Regions from separate parts of the Mus musculus genome. Here regions 2 and 3 are each linked to region 1. The links are chromatin contacts, called in public Hi-C and HiChIP or PLAC-seq maps. All regions are on one chromosome and are shown on one strand. Each heading gives the region's core, a stretch centred on a gene start, on an enhancer-like site or on the middle of the called end of the contact. The rest is flanking DNA. Distances are from core to core; before and after follow the strand shown. Region 1 overlaps Pbx1 (pre B cell leukemia homeobox 1). Region 2 has its middle 6.5 kb from the start of Gm39696. Region 3 has its middle 50 kb from the start of Gm39696.

The links. Hi-C and Micro-C count contacts between places; a contact is called where the count stands out from the background. HiChIP or PLAC-seq counts read pairs in DNA pulled down with a chosen protein or histone mark.
Region 2: a contact with region 1 is called in a Hi-C map of pancreatic cancer cells, with 6 times the contacts expected there. The contact joins two enhancer-like sites. A contact is called at or near these places in 1 of 15 datasets of contacts at CTCF or cohesin (the NIH/3T3 cell line), 3 of 484 Hi-C or Micro-C datasets (the C2C12 cell line and pancreatic cancer cells), 1 of 115 datasets of contacts at active chromatin or transcription factors (pancreatic cancer cells) and 1 of 9 other capture datasets (embryonic stem cells).
Region 3: a FOXA1 HiChIP or PLAC-seq map of pancreatic cancer cells shows a contact between it and region 1. The contact joins two enhancer-like sites. A contact is called at or near these places in 6 of 484 Hi-C or Micro-C datasets (the HL-1 cell line, cerebral cortex, cortical neurons and 3 more) and 2 of 115 datasets of contacts at active chromatin or transcription factors (embryonic stem cells and pancreatic cancer cells).

The regions. Positions count from the first base shown.
Region 1 is chr1:168,212,726-168,215,671 of GRCm38.p6, reverse strand. The region is part of intron 2 of Pbx1 (pre B cell leukemia homeobox 1); the gene reads left to right. Among named protein-coding and RNA genes, the nearest start is that of Gm51671, 130 kb to the left of the region's middle. Within about 2 kb of position 1,356, at least 56 of the 459 cell types and tissues checked have an H3K27ac peak or open chromatin away from gene starts, as enhancers often do. A contact at or near this core is called in pancreatic cancer cells, where this site is marked.
Region 2 is chr1:168,500,973-168,503,784 of GRCm38.p6, reverse strand. No RefSeq gene overlaps it. Among named protein-coding and RNA genes, the nearest start is that of Gm39696, 6.5 kb to the right of the region's middle. Within about 2 kb of position 1,399, at least 59 of the 459 cell types and tissues checked have an H3K27ac peak or open chromatin away from gene starts, as enhancers often do. A contact at or near this core is called in pancreatic cancer cells, where this site is marked.
Region 3 is chr1:168,544,116-168,546,888 of GRCm38.p6, reverse strand. No RefSeq gene overlaps it. Among named protein-coding and RNA genes, the nearest start is that of Gm39696, 50 kb to the right of the region's middle. Within about 2 kb of position 1,303, at least 25 of the 459 cell types and tissues checked have an H3K27ac peak or open chromatin away from gene starts, as enhancers often do. A contact at or near this core is called in pancreatic cancer cells, where this site is marked.

The sequences.
Region 1 (2,946 bases), core at 107-2,606:
TTCCCGCTTGGTCCTCTAAGGTCTGAGTTCCGTCAGTACTGGGCTCTCTGGAGCCTATCCATCAACCGTTGTCTGGCAGCTGCCTGTAATGCTGGATTGTGAAACTGGGGGAATCAAATGGTTAATCATTTCCATTTACTTGATAGACGACTCTTTAAAATAACTCACCCAGACAGCTTTTCCATCAAAGACGGAAGAGGCTTGAGCACTTCGGGGGAAGAGCGCCTATAAGTACAACCCCAAGCTTCAGGCTACTAAGGAATGGAAGATGTGGGTCCCGACACTGTTTAGAAGAATCAGTTCATAGCACAGTCATTTTCCAGCTGGAGAAGTGTCCACCGGTTTGTGGATGGTTATGCCTGTAAGGAAATGACAGAACCTGAAAGGTCGGGGTGGAGGAGTAAGGGGTTGGGAAGGGGGGAGGTGTTCTACAAAGCTTAAAGCAGTTTGGTGTACTCTTAGGCCTCGGGGGAACCCTTCACAGATACCAGTCCTGTGCTTGGGTGACTCTCCCTCACACAGAGAGCCATTGCCTTAATGTCAGCATAGCATTGCTTGTTTAGAATGGCCACATATGAAAGGCAGATCTGAGTTTTGGGAAATGGGCACTGGAAGAGACGGGAGAGCAAACGTGTTCTCTCTGTACAACTTACAACCGGAGGGTGGGGCACGTGTCAGGAACCAGCTGTGGCAGGACACAGATGCCTAAGACGCCATAGTTCTACATCCTACTTGGCTGCTGTGCACAAGAGCGCTGAAAAGACCCGAAGAGGTGCATAATACATGATCCGGGAGATCATGGGAGATCACCATGTCACCACTGGCTTCCAGGAGCTCTCGATCTTGGTGGCAGGAGCCTGCCTTGTTTTAGCCAAGTTTCTGTACCTTTATAATCTGTAAGTGTGCTAGCAGAGCGTGTGCTTTCTGTCATCAGGTGACACAATTCAATGTGCACAAAGGGTCCCAGCGGATGAATGGTTTCACTTTCTAGAAGTACAAGGGCAGGTTACTTCTTTCTCCACTGGCTTCAGAGCTCTGCCTGGCTTGGGCTTGGCACCTTCTTCTGCCTTGGTACCTTGAAACCATGAAGAGACTTCCTCAAGCCTTCCCTAAGTCTTATGTCCCTTCTCCAACCATCTCTTTATCTTGCTCAGCTGAGCGAGTCTCAAGCTTCACTCCATAGCCTGAAACAATGCCTTCTGCTAATATGCCCTCCTCCCTGTCTGCCCACATTTGGGAATCTCAAATCGGAGTAGATCCCAATTCCCCAGCTCCATGGAGATGTTGGTAGCTATGGGACCCTTCTTTAAACAAGTCCTCGGTGGGGAGAGAGTGCCCTCTAGTGGGCATCAGCCAGGAGCGACTCTGGAGCTGTGTTGCTCAGCCAAGGACAAAACAATCCTTTGCACAGACCTCCCACTGGCTCTCTTGAATGTGCCTTTGGGTTTGGTTTGTTTTTCTCCTTGTGTGAAGAAAATAAATAAAGAATGAACAGCAGGAGGCCAGTTGTGAGGGCTGCTCCAATCAGGCTGTGACAGTCTCCTTATCGCTGGAGTTTTAGCACCGGATTAACCCTAGGGCAAGTGATAGCAGCTGATGTGACTTCAGGTGTTTTCTGAAGGCTGTGACAACCTCTGTATAAATCACTTACCTGTCGTGACTGGTCTCTGTCGTGATTGGAATGGGAGGCAGTGATTTGTGAGTAGGAAACCCCTTTAAGAATTATTAGCTAACAAGGATAAATATCTTGGTGTTATGTACAGCCAGTGGGGCTGTTGGGACCCTGTATGACCAGCATGCACAGGCAAGGGGACTCTTAAAGCTCAGTTTCAGGGAAAGCTGTTGGGCAGGAGAGGGAAAGGAAGGAGGGAGGGGGTGCTGGGCACCCATCAGGGAGGCGGGAACCTGATCATATGTGATGGCTGCAGGATTAGGTAACAGCTCGGCTGGTTGAAATTGGATCTTGGAGGACGAGTGTTAACATCTCTGGTGTCCCAGTGAAAGGTTCATTTGAGTCTTGCATGGTGCTAGAGAGATAAAAAGGAGCTTTTAAATAAGCATTTTGTATCCAGCTCACCAGAGTACTGACTTCAAGCCATAAATAGGAAGTGTCACTTCTGTTAGCCGTATCGCTTATTTCTTTAAAGCTGGCGGCATTTTTTTTTTAACTGACTAGCTGAACAATTTCCGGGTCAGTGAATCCAAATACCTCAGTTTGTTTGTTTTGTTGTTGTTGTTGTTGTACTAGTATCTTGAAATCTTGTCCTGGGAAGAAATACAGACCTGCAAGATTCTCTGCCTTTTTCAAACACACACGTGCACCCCAAGACCATCAGAGCAATCACCTCCTATGTACTATAGCACAACAAAGTGCTCCCCTATTTGTGCCTACTTCTTGCACATTGTCCAGTGTAGTTTACTTTCATGAGTAGAGTATAATTGAAATGGTGCAATGTGTGTGTGGACGGAGGACGGTTCTTCTGGGTTTCTTCTTCTTCTTCTTCTTCTTCTTCTTCTTCTTCTTCTTCTTCTTCTTCTTCTTCTTCTTCTTCTTCTTCTTCTTCTTTTCATTCTCTTATTTTCAAATCTCTGGTAGAACCTTTCTTTACATGTCTGTAAAGCAATTGTGATGAGTCTTGGCAAACCCAATCTCCTCTGAATGAGTATTCAATTAGAGCATTTACCATGTAAAAATTAAGCTCCTTTATTGTTGCCCACCCCACTTCTACCTGGGTAAATCTTTACCCACCCAGGAATCAGTGCATCCCAATGCACTGTCCGTGGAAACTTGCAGTCTGGGTAGGCAAGGACTGTTATACAATAGGCCACTACTGTCCTCTGCATTGCTCCTGCAGCACCCTGAGGGAGTTCCCTGCCTTATTGAAAATATCAAAAAAAAAAAAATCAAGGATAAGCACACTCTTCATTAGGTTGAGGAGAGTTGAT
Region 2 (2,812 bases), core at 150-2,649, 290 kb before region 1:
GTAGCTGCCTCAAAACAAAAAAACAAAAACAAAACAAACAAGCAAACAAAAACCACAAAGAGGCGAAAATCACAGGTCATTTTTCTCAAAGGAAAAAGCCATGATTGGAGGTCCCAATTTCTTTAGGCATATAATCTACAGCTTGCCAATGGGTCACCATTTAAATATACATTTGTAATTCTGACATTTGCATGGTGGAAGCTAACTTTCCACAGGTCAATGATATTTATGGTCACTAAATTCAAACTTCAGTTAAGTATATCTTAGGTTTTGAATTGATAGAACCATGAAACGTTGTCTCACTTTGAAGATCAAAATAGAATATGGAGGAGACAAAGAACAAGGGACTGATGCTTCTAGCTTCTGTACCTCCACAGTTCTGGTGCCAACCTCATCAAAGCATTGCCAATTGATTATGGAACAAGGTGAAAAGATTTGTGTGTGTGTGTGTTCCATGAAAAGTACTCACATGAGAAGTGGGATAATGGGAAATCAGTCAGCAACGACGATACAGTGTGTGCATAGAGTGCCCTGACAGTGCACATGGCAGAAAGAGGAGCATTTATTCTGAGCTGGAGAAATACCTCACCAGTTTACAAATGGAAGCAGGGGGGGAAATCAGGCTGGTGGGTTAGAACTGTGTTAAAGACAAGAGGGATTTTCAGTAACTCATCAGTATAGAACTTAAGAAGAAAAAACAACACACAAATTCTTTTCTGAGAGGTGTGTGTGTGTGTGTGTGTGTGTGTGTGTGTGTGTGTGTGTGTGTGTGAGACTATGTGTCTGTGTAAAACAATAACTAAAGAAGAGATCATGGACTTGGTGAGCAATAACATGGAAAGAATTGGGGGAAGGAGGGATAGAAATGATGTAAATACAATATTCATATATGGAATTCTCAAATTTATAAAAATCTAAGCAAAAAACAAACACAATGGAAAGGTAAAATAACAATAGTAATACTATGTAGCCACTCTTCCTAGGAAGCTCGCCTCATGGTACATTGGCTAAAATCCTGGGTCAATCCCTTGCAAGAAAATTGTCAGTAAAGCCTGATGTCACTCTTGAAAGTTTTTAGAGCTGGAGTTGTGCCTTTATATCCCCTGACTACAGAGGTCAGGCCACTCTGGCCATTGGCCACAATGAGATCACAGAGAATTGATTCATGAGCCCACTTATTACAAGAAATAAAATAGTTTCCACTTGAATAAGCGAAACCTCCTTGGACGTCTCTTTATTGTCGGACCCTGGCAGTGTTACAGGCTTTGTCTTATCAGACGTGCCTGAACTTGGAATTAATTACTAAGGAAAAAGGAATGTATGTTCATAGGACTTGGTACGTATGAAGCAACAGTGCAGGTTCCGCAAGGTTGGCGGCACTGTCCCAGCCTGTGCCTCTGTGGCAGCATAAGCTTTCAGGAGTAGTTTTATCTATGTTGTCTTTGGAAACCTGGGTACAGGTAAGGTCAGGGTCACAGGATGAAAGCACTTAAAATATGCAAGGGATATGGCTTGCCAGATTCACTGTAATAGGGTGAAGAGCTTGGATAAAGTCCATTGCTGTTTACTCCAGACATGAGAGAGAGAGAGAGAGAGAGAGAGAGAGAGAGAGAGAGGGAGAGGGAGAGGGAGAGGGAGAGGGAGAGGGAGAGGGAGAGGGAGAGGGAGAGGGAGAGAGAGAGAGAGAGAGAGAGAGAGAGAGAGAGAGAGAGAGAGAGAGAGAAAATAAATCACAAATGGGAAAATTTAACCTAGGAGCTGAGGGAGGTAGGCAGCTGTTGTGGGCAGTAACTTAGCACAGACACTGGCTAGTACCGTGCTTTATCACACATTACTATTGAGACAGCATCAGCCAAAACAAATAGACAAAACAGTCCACTACTGTAATTAAAAAAAAAAAAAAAAAAACAGGCGGGAGGGACTTATGAGAGGGAAACCAGGAGGAGAAGGGCACAGCAATCAGGATGTAAAATGAATAAATAGATTGAGGGGAAAAAAAAACTTTCTATAGAGCTCAAAGAAAGAAAAAGGAGAGAGAGAGAGAAAGAGAGAGAGAAAGAGAGAGAGAGAGAGAGAGAGAGAGAGAGAGAGAGAGAGAGAGAGAGAGAGAGCAAGCACAGTTCTGCTCAGCATGGGAAACACTCATTGTTCCTCTGTCTTACACACTCAGGATCATGTGTCTGATAGGTATCTTTTCCTAATCCCTCCAGGGGAATGGAAAACGATCTTTAAATAACTGAGCTTAGAGTTAGGAATTTTGCTCCGTTAGGGAGCACTTGCCTAGCAAGCACTAGACCCTAGGTTAGGCCCCCAACATGGAAATAAGAGAGGGGAGGGACAGAACTTACACAGTGAAATTCCTAGTGTGATCTAGAAAATCATATTTGATCAAGATTGAATGTGAAAGTAATGTCACACTGATAATGAGCAAATGTCTTAAGCATGGGTGTGTTGTTTAACATGTCTGAATGTCTTTTGGAATAAAACTCAAAACTGTGATTTACTGAGTTCATATTTAGAGTCTTGCATAGATTAGAAGCCCAAGATTTTCCTAGGTAAATCTCCAAAGGCCTATGGGTTTCAGTTTCTCCATATATTAGCAACACAGTAGCCAGCTTGAAAGTTCACATATACTTTACTGAACTCATATTTATAAGGCTTCTCAGACTGATATACACACACACACACACACACACACATATATATCCTGATTCAGGATATATAGAAAAACCTGACATAGGTAAGATGAGGTAGATACTGTACCACACCTCTCATATGTGTGTGTATGTATGTATTATGTATGTGCATATGC
Region 3 (2,773 bases), core at 54-2,553, 330 kb before region 1:
TTCTACTCATGTGCCATATATATTCATTTGTGTGGGCCTGCATACACACACACACACAATGTAGTTGATTTTTTTAAAAATGAGTAGTGGTATACTGATTTAAATATATTGGGCACAGGAAATTTTAGACAGCATATTATTCAGGCTTCTGTGCGGTTGTTATTTATTGTGTTTTGCTGAATTTATAGTGATAATTCTGAGTATCGCATGAAGCAGAATGATGCAAATATTGCAATTGGTGAGTGGGCACAATTTGAGTTGCAGAAAGGCAGCTGTAGACAAAGAAGCAGTAGTTGCTTAAAAGAGATAATCACGCTTTGCAGTGGGGCGATGGGAATGGTGCGTTGAGGGTAAGACCCATCCAACCAAGGAGCTACAGGGATGCCTGAGCAGGTAACCTAGGGGAATGTTTTAACATGCAGTCACTCAGAGGTGATGACAGCTGTACATCACGCTACATATCAAGCTGGCAAAAGAACTTGGCATCGTCCATGTAATGATGTTTACAGATATATAGAATGTAACAGTTACAGGGTCATAGAAGCTTTGCCAAGTTTCCAGGAAAAAAAAAATAGAAGTGAAGCAATGTGTAGCAAGGTTTGAATCCTTACAGGGAGGTGGGAGTATGAGACAATAACTTCCTACATTGGTAGAAGAGGAAGCAAAGTAACACTTCTTATGTTGGTAGATGGGGAAACAGGCTAAGGCTAGCCCTTAAAAAGGGCTATGCCTTCAAAGCACTATCCCTAGTGGCCTATATCTTCCAACTAAAACCAATGCTTATATTTTCCCAAGTGCACTGATAACAAGAAACCTAGTGTTCAAAACCATGAGCCTATGTGGGGGCTCTGTGAACTCAAACCACAGCATTCTGCCTCTGACTTCCCTAGGCTCATGGACATTCTCATATTGCAGAACAAATTCTGGTTTCTAGAGTGCCTATAGTTTTACCAATCATAACACTATTCAAAAGTCTAAACGCTCATCTGGGACTCAAGGCAAACTCTTAGCTTGGGGTCATAAAAATTGCAAAACAGGTTAAACTCTTCCCCTATACTCCGGCACAGAGTACAAATGTCCATTCCAAAACAAGGAGTGGAGATTAGCAGTAGAAGATTAGGTTAAAACAAAATAGAAACCCAGGAAGGCGAATCCTGCACCTTGTGCCTGGCACTTGTCACTTCTGATGGTATCACCTGTGCTCTAGTGGACTTATATAGCACCACCCCTATGGCTGTCCTGACTATAAGACACCCAGGCTGTCTCCTGAGTCAACTCCACTCAGAGCCTGCAGCTTTCTTTGGCAGACGTTCCACATACATTCCTGGAATCTCTCACGTCCTGGCATCTACACTGAGACTTCAGACCTCATTGTTTAGTTTTATTCCATTGGGTGTATCTACCACAATTTGCTTATCTATTCTCGTCATGACAGACTTTGGGCTCGAGTTCATTTTGAAGAAATAATACGAGTAGAGCTACCATGATCATTTTCATTTTTTTAAAATATGTAACTTCTTTTGCTAAATAGCTAGCAGTAAGATCTCAGAGACACTGGGAGGTACTCATCTGAAGTCATGCAAAGCATTCTATCTGATTTCCAAACCCTGCTATTCTACCCTCCAACAATGAATCAGAGCTCTGGTTGTCCCACATCCTTGTTTGATTTTGTTACTATTTTCGCTTTTAGCAACTATGTAATGGTACCTCATGTGGTTTTACTTCCATTTTCTTAATGACCAAAAATGTTGGGTCCTTTTTTGTGTGCTTATAATTCACTTACATATTTTCCTCCTTGGAAAAGCTATTTTTGACTGTTGCCTGTTTTCCATTGACTTATTTGTCTTTTTTCCAGGAGCTCTGCGTAGGGTCTGGGAAAAGCCCTTTGTCACAGATGGATCAGGAACACTCCCAGTCTAATGCTGTCCTATTGATTTCTTCTTTTTTTATTGAATTGCATTTATTTATTCATTTGGTAGTGTTTTCTGCTGATGAATTGAAATGTTAATGATTGTTAATTTTTCAGTCTCCTTTTATAGTGATTATTGTCAGTCCTATCATTGAAATATCTTGCAAAAATTCTATTTCTTTTCTAGATCTCTTAAAGCTTTTGTAGTTTACTCTGAGCAGAAAGTGGATCTCTCACTTGTATAAAGTTCTACGATTGACTAAGCATTGAAATATAGTAGTGTGCAGAGTATCTGCAGCCAATTTGTTTGTACTGGGAATAGCCTATCTGAGTGTCCCCTTCCCTGATGGCTATAAGGTAGAGTTGGTCAAAGGTGAAGTTTCATTGGAATATGGGAGTGAAGCAGCATCCACTATTTCCGGGGGGGTGGTGTCCAGCAAATGCTTGGGAGATGAGAAAGAGATATAAAGATATAGACAGGTCCCAGCTTCCCTTCTGCCCTCCCTATTCCAGGTTCAGCCCTTTTTGACAGCTTGCCCATATGACCGGTTCTTGCCACAATCCCACAAGACTTATTAATTCATAGATACAGTGGCCTATAAGAACAACCAGCTCCAATACATTCTCTCTCTGCCAGCATTCTCTAGGTTTTGGATCCCTAACCAGGGTTCTCCCTGCAAGGCCCTGCATTTTCCACAGTGCCAATCCTGGTCATTTCTGTCCTCTCCCACCTCGCTGGACCTTCGTTTCCCACCTCCTTCCCACATGCTACTTGCACGGGTACATTCCCAGTTTGGCCATGCTTACTGAAGCCCAGCTTCCTAGACAGAGTCCTTCCCAGCACAATGACCAAGTGGCATACAT